Regions from separate parts of the Gossypium hirsutum genome. Here region 1 is linked to region 2. The links are chromatin contacts, called in public Hi-C maps. All regions are on one chromosome and are shown on one strand. Each heading gives the region's core, a stretch centred on a gene start, on an enhancer-like site or on the middle of the called end of the contact. The rest is flanking DNA. Distances are from core to core; before and after follow the strand shown.

Evidence for each region. Hi-C and Micro-C count contacts between places; a contact is called where the count stands out from the background.
Region 1: a contact with region 2 is called in a Hi-C map of leaf, with 1.5 times the contacts expected there. The contact joins the enhancer-like site here to the promoter of LOC107949658 in region 2. A contact is called at or near these places in 8 of 34 Hi-C or Micro-C datasets (anther, callus, fibers and 2 more).

Annotation. Positions count from the first base shown.
Region 1 is chrD03:42,845,521-42,848,790 of Gossypium_hirsutum_v2.1, forward strand. No RefSeq gene overlaps it. Among protein-coding and RNA genes, the nearest start is that of LOC107949655, 4.4 kb to the right of the region's middle. Within about 2 kb of position 2,016, at least 2 of the 9 cell types and tissues checked have an H3K27ac peak or open chromatin away from gene starts, as enhancers often do. A contact at or near this core is called in leaf, where this site is marked.
Region 2 is chrD03:42,806,735-42,810,388 of Gossypium_hirsutum_v2.1, forward strand. LOC107949658 (21 kDa protein) reads right to left here and starts at 1,444. Exons shown (of 1, transcript XM_016884383.2): 1 at 483-1,444. The coding sequence starts at 1,291. The coding sequence ends at 686.

The DNA.
Region 1 (3,270 bases), core at 766-3,265, 39 kb after region 2:
TGCCTTCAAATAACAATTGGACTCAACACTGTGCACAATTGCTCAAGCCTGATTCGACCTAAAATATAAACCTCAAAATTTGTCTAAGTTCATCCATATTTATAAATGGTCAATCAAACTTTTTTAATTTTACCCGATTTATTTTTTAAATTTTTAAAATATAATTATTTTTACCTAATATATAAATATATATCATTTATTAACATTATATACATTCTTTATTAAACTTATAAACATAAACAACTTAATACATTTTAATATATACATTATTGTTGATTATATTTTTTTTCCTGTGATATAAATTACAAATATATAAACAACAAAGCAATTGAAATTGGGTAGAACTCGAGTATAAAAAGTTGGAGTCCAAACTCAACCTATATTTTAAATAGACATAATTTTGCTGTCTAAATTTATTTTTTAACTTAATATTTTTGTCCAACACATCTAATTTTCGAGTGGACTTTTGAACTTAGACGAAGAATGTCATCCTTAAACCGATTTAGCCTAAAATATAAATTTTTTTTTTGTTGAGAACCATTTTTTTTCAGTACTCTTCAATACATAAAACATCACAATTAATATATATAGAACTCACTTGCGAATTATGTATAATAATTAAATTTCTATTGATAAGTGTTATACCCTCACCTTAGAACGTCTTGCCAGATTATTCAATAACTACAAAAACACGACGAAGTGCCTTTTGGCCTTGCCAAGAGAGCAATTTGCTTCGTTTTAACATCTCGACATAGCAGTAGTAGTAGAATTAATATTTTAAAAAAAATTATATATATATTTTCTAATTTTTTTAATTTTTATCTAGCCTAAAAAGGATTAGTAGAATTAAAATATTGATACATATATAACATTTTTAAAGAAAAATAAATTATAATATTTTTAAAATTTTATATTATTTAGAAAAATCATCTTGAATAAATTTGAACAATGTTAAAATTCATTTCTAGACTCAAAGTTTTAAGTGAATTTTAGTAATTTTTTTCTTTTTTAACTTTTTGAATTTTATTTAAGTTTTTTATAAATTTTAATAATATTTTAAAATTTTATGTTTTTTAAAAAATAAAATTTTTTATAATTTAAAAATATTTTAAGTTTGGAGTGAAATTGTAGAAACGGTTGTTAAGGTTTGTCCTAAACGTAAAAATTTTCAATCCATCTTTTTTTTTTGCTGACTATCAAATTATTTTTAATTAATACAATTTAAAATTTTAAAGAACTACTTAAATATAGTTTTGGGGTTTAATTGATTTTTGGCAAATTCTAAATGTTTTTTACTTCTCTTTTTGTGTTTTAAAAAAATAAATTGAGCAAAAATTCTACTAGTTTTGTCTTATTGAAGAAAATCTGAAACCTCAAACAATGGTACCTCAAGAATCTGCAATTTTAATCTCTACGTGAGAGCTTGACTAGAAAATCAGCTACTAGATTACTTTTTCTAGAAGTAAATATTATCTTTCATTATCCTTCAGCTTTCATAATCCGTTTAATCCTTCTAATTCCAGTGATTCCTGAATTTATCATCTTATTGCTGCATAAAATTTCAATCACTTCCAGGTTATTAGTGTGTATAATAACCCTTTTAATACCTTTATTGAGTAAAACTAGAAACCATCTAAAATACCCTATAATTAAACTTCAAAAACTGTACATTCTCAAATATTGGGAACCCAAGACCCAATTCCCATAATCATCTTGCAGAACACCAATTAGCAAAACATTCCCATTATCTCTAGCTAGTGCACCATCAATGGATAGAATCAACCACGTTTCATTCTTGGCGTAATGTTTTGTCCTTTAAACTTAAATATATATATATTTACACGTAGAATAATCACAGAAAAGGTAGTCTGACATCAACCGTCAAACCACGCAGCAAAGATCCTATTGAAATAGTTATCATAAATCATTCATTTTAACGTATGCTAGTGTTTTCCGTACATATACTCCTATATTCATTTCTCACATGTAAAACCGATTGATCATTTTGGCATGTGGTATAAAGATTTATGAGATACTTCCGGACCACAACTGGATGGTTAATTAATTGGCTGTATGCAATTGCTAGTACAAGTCTTTCTCTTTCCAGGAATATACATTTTCGTTTTCAGTATATTTTTCAAACAAAAATATGAGTCACCCAATACCTTCCTACCCTATCTTTTGCAATTCAATAATTGAAAGAGGTCCCGCATGCCCCTCCCACTTTCTCCTTCCATCCATTCAAGAATTTGACCTTCTACTTCTACTACTAGTACTAGTACAACAATGGAGTATTTCACATTTTCCATTTCCATGCCCTTAAACTTCTCTCACTCTTCTCTTCAATTTAACACTTATACATTCATTTTGGGCGTAATGATTTTTTTTAAACTTTGCTGATGTTATAGTCCACATATATGCCAAATTAATACTTTATTATTTTAAAAAATAAATAAATTTTATATTTTTATATTTTTAATAATTTATATTTTTTAATTTTTTAAAATTAAAAAATAATTGCTTACGTGGCTTCCATGTGCATGTCAAGTCAGCAAAGTTAACGGATATTAACTTTTCCAACCATTTTGGGTGGTTTGATAAATAATACAAGTTCGAAGACTAAAAGAGACAAGAAATTAAATGGAGGACTAAAATGACTTTCTTTTGTAGAACTGAAGGACCAAATAAGTCATTATGTCTAAATAAAATAATAAAGTTGAAGTTTTAAAACTCGTTGTGTTAGGTTTAAGCCTCACTAGTTGTTAATTTTTATTGTTTTAAATAAAATATGAAAAGAAGCAAAAAAAAAAAACTCACATAATAATACAATCTGCTTTGTTAAAAAAAGCTCGTTGACTTGTGGAAGCAGCTTAGTCAGATGTTTTAATTATAGTATAGGTACAAGGGAATGGTCTTAAGACTTTGAATATGTGTATAGTCAACTATCAATAACAGTCTCATTTGTTTGCTAAAATTTTGACGGATATAGAATTAAATGTATTTAACATATAACAACATTTGATATTTAGATCATATTTATTTATTTATTTATTTATTGAAGTTGAAAATATAATATTAGGCTTGCCTCCAAGAAAAAGAAGCATCCTTTCTTTGCTTCGACTAATTACCTACTTCAGTCTTTCTAAGCCTTGAAACCGTAACTATAGTATGGCTACTATGTTCTCAAATTCAGTTCAGTCTTTTTCTCTTCCTCTACTAAAATATCTATCCTCTTCGTGACCTTTCACCGGAATCTACTACTTTTTATAC
Region 2 (3,654 bases), core at 194-2,693:
TTGTACCTTATATTTGGATCCAACAATCGAGTCAAGTGTGAGCATATTTTTACCGAAGAAAAAAACAACTAATAAACTAGGGACAGATATTTATTCTAATAATTAAACCAAGAAAGTATGCAACTAAGTACGGGCTAGGCAATCATCATTGGGTAGGGACTAAGGGCCCAGAATTTGAAGTGGAAGTTGAATGCTCGAATATATTAATATCGAAAATTCTCATAATTTCAAGTACAAGATATTTTTGAATACCAAATTAATCTTGACGTTTGAAACAAAATTTGCATTTAGTAAAGTTATTAAGTAGTTTTAAATGAGTTACAAAAATATGAGATCAAAATAATACTACTATGTCTATTCAACATCAAGACCAGATGTACTTGCAACAAACTAAAACCTCTGCTTCTATGCTGCAACAGAGGCTTCATCAACTTACTTTTACTATGTTCACAAAAAGCAATGTATTGTACAGATACAACGTGTGCAGATAATATAGATCACTCCATTCATTTTCATTAAGACACCAAGATCACACACAAACACACAAACACATCTCCATTCCCTTCTTTGGACCACATATATATTTTACATTTACCAGGAAAACAGAAGTAATTTCTAAAAATCCATAAATACAATTGCTAGTGTAAATAATGACTAAATTTCCCCTGTAGAGTTGATTAAATAGCTAACCATGAAATGAAGCATAGCTGTTGACCAAAGCCAAGGCATTACTAGTCAAATGAGCGATTGTGACAATCTTGGATCTCACAGCAGTCTTTACACTGCCGTTCATGTTTTTCCCTCCAAACCCGTCGGCGCAGGTGTTCTCATCCGTCAAAGCAGCGCTAACCCATGTCTGTATATCGTTAATCATTAGTCCAAAATTGGAGCCTTTAAGCTGACCCATCTCGCTGATTGACTTTCTCAGCTCATCTATCGTGTCCTCCAATTCCTCCACGCAATCTTGCATGGCGCCCACCTCTGTAGGCTTCAATCCTTGGCTTTTGGCAAGCTTCACCATCAAGGCCGAGGTTGACTTGGCGGTTGAAAGGGTCACGTTTAGGGCTGCATGGGCGATGAGTTGGGGGCTTGTTTGGATCATGCTAGCCTGTGTTAAGAGAGATTCGTAACAAAGTTTAGGGTAAGTCGTTGAACTACAAGATGTTCTGATAAACTCAATGCTAGTTTTAGGGGCAATTTGCCTACCAGCTGAACTTATATTTATCAATGAACTAAAGGCGACAAGAATGAGAAGGAATCCAAAAGAATTATAAGAGAATGCGCTTGCCATATCTCTTGCTCTTTATTTTTTCTATTTTTTGTTTTTTGTTTCCAAAGAAAAATGAGAGCAGCTGGAATGATGAAAATGGTGGAGGCAAAGCCCTGCGATTTATAGGGAAAATGTTACCGCATGTGCATGTGCGTAATTCTAGCATACGTGATGTAATTGGTCCTAACTAGGCCTTAAGGGCCAACCCTTATTGGAAAATTAGGGACAAGTTGTGTTCACGAGGTAACACAAATCGGTTACAGTTGAAAAAAAGAAAATTGATACGATATGGCCCTTTGTCTTTTAGGTAGACATCTTAAAACAAACTGACAAAATTCTGTCGGCTGCGCTTGATTTTTTAAATATTCATTTTCTTTTTAAAAAATATAGAATAGTTTATTGAATGAATCAAATAAATTACCCATCAAATTTTCTAGATTCGAGGCTGTATATTTTTTCAAACATAATAATAATTACAGTTATTTGATTACTTGAACTTTTAAAATGTATAAAAAAGCTCAAACTTTTTAAAAAGAGTAAGTAAGCCCCTCCTTTTTATTTTACACTCAATTAGGTACTTAAATTTTCAAAATTTATCAAAAAGACCCTCAAACTTTTTTTTAGAAAAAAAACAATTAAGTCCCTATTTTTTTCACTCAATTGGGTACTTCAACTACCCCTAATTTTTTTCAGTTAAAGTCACCACGTGTCACAATCACAACATGACATGTGACAAAAATGGTAAAAAATAAAAATCAATGAAAGTTATAAAAATTATTAAATTTTAATTAAAAAATTAGAAAAATTATAAAAATTATAAAATCGTAAAAGAATTTATAAATAATTTTAAAATTTTATAAAAATTATAAAATATATAGAAATATAGAAAAAAATTATAAAATTGTATAAAGTCGTAAGAAAATTATAAAAAAATGTAAAGAAATATAAAATTCTTAAAAAAATATAAAAATTATTGTACTAAAAAAAGTATGTCACATCGTGTTGCGATATATGATAACTTTAATTAAAAAAATAGGGGTTGTTAACTTTAACGGTTAAAGTTAACAGTTAAAGGCTTTTTTTATGCATTTTATAATTTTTATGGTATTTATAAAACAATTCTAATTTTAATAAATTCTAAATATTTTTATAAATTTTATTTATTTTTATTTTTTATAATTTTTTTCCACATGTCTCGCCGTGGTTGTTACACTAAGTGGCTTTAACTAAAAAAGATTAGGGGTAATTAAATTTAACAATCAACTGTTAAAGTTAACGGTCAAAGGGCCTTTTTGAGGCATTTGACAGTTCAAGTACTCAATTGAGTGCAAAAAAATAAAACAGTGGCTTAATTGCTTCTTTTATTTTTTTTTAAGTTTGAGGGTATTTTTAATGTATTTTGAAAGTTCAAGTACACAATTGAATGTTAAAAAAAAAGAGACTTGATTTTTTTTGAAATAATTTAAATATTTTTACACCCTTAAATCAATATTCTATTATCCAAATTTATTATGTTCAAAATTTTTAAAACCAACATAAAAAATCAAATAGTGAAACAGATAAAACGAATCCCGATATTAAACCATTCATATGGAATATTCCCATCCTAAGTTACAACTGTTGAATATATATATTTGTTTTGTTGATTATAAAAATAAGCTCTCTTTTTTTCAATAAAACTAACCTAAAATATTAACTAACTACTTACATGATTTTTTTTTATAAAATACAAAAATGACTTAAAATTAACAGTAAAAGTTAGTGGAGCTAAAGTGTTTGGCACCACTAACATGTCACATCAACATTTGGGATAAAAAATTAATTTTTTTGTGGAACTATGTAGAATGGTGCCACCTATATAAATATTAGGAAAATATTACGATTTTTGAAAAAATGAGGTGCTTTAAACAAATTTACTTTTTTTTTGGTGGAGCAAAATAATTTGACCCCACCAAATTCTAACACCCTATTCTGCTTTTCTTTTCTTTTTTTAATTTGTTTTTCATTTTTTACTTTTTCTGCTTTTTTCTTGCCTATTCTTTTTTTTTCACCAAATTAAATATTATTTTAAATATAATTTAAAAAAATTTGAATATCTTTAAAAATAATTTTAAAAAATTATATTTAAAATTTTAAAAAATAATTTTTAAAATTTTAAAATATACATTTAAAATATTATAAAACAAATAATAAATTTGAAATGTCATATCTTTAAAAATAATATGTTTTAAATGTTTTATAATATTAAAAATATATATTTAAAATTTAAAATTTAAAATATACATTTAAAATAGTATAAAACAAATAAAAAACAAATAAAGAAGAACAAATAAAAAATTAAATAATTAAATAAAGAAAAGCAAATTATAAAAGAAAAGGACAAA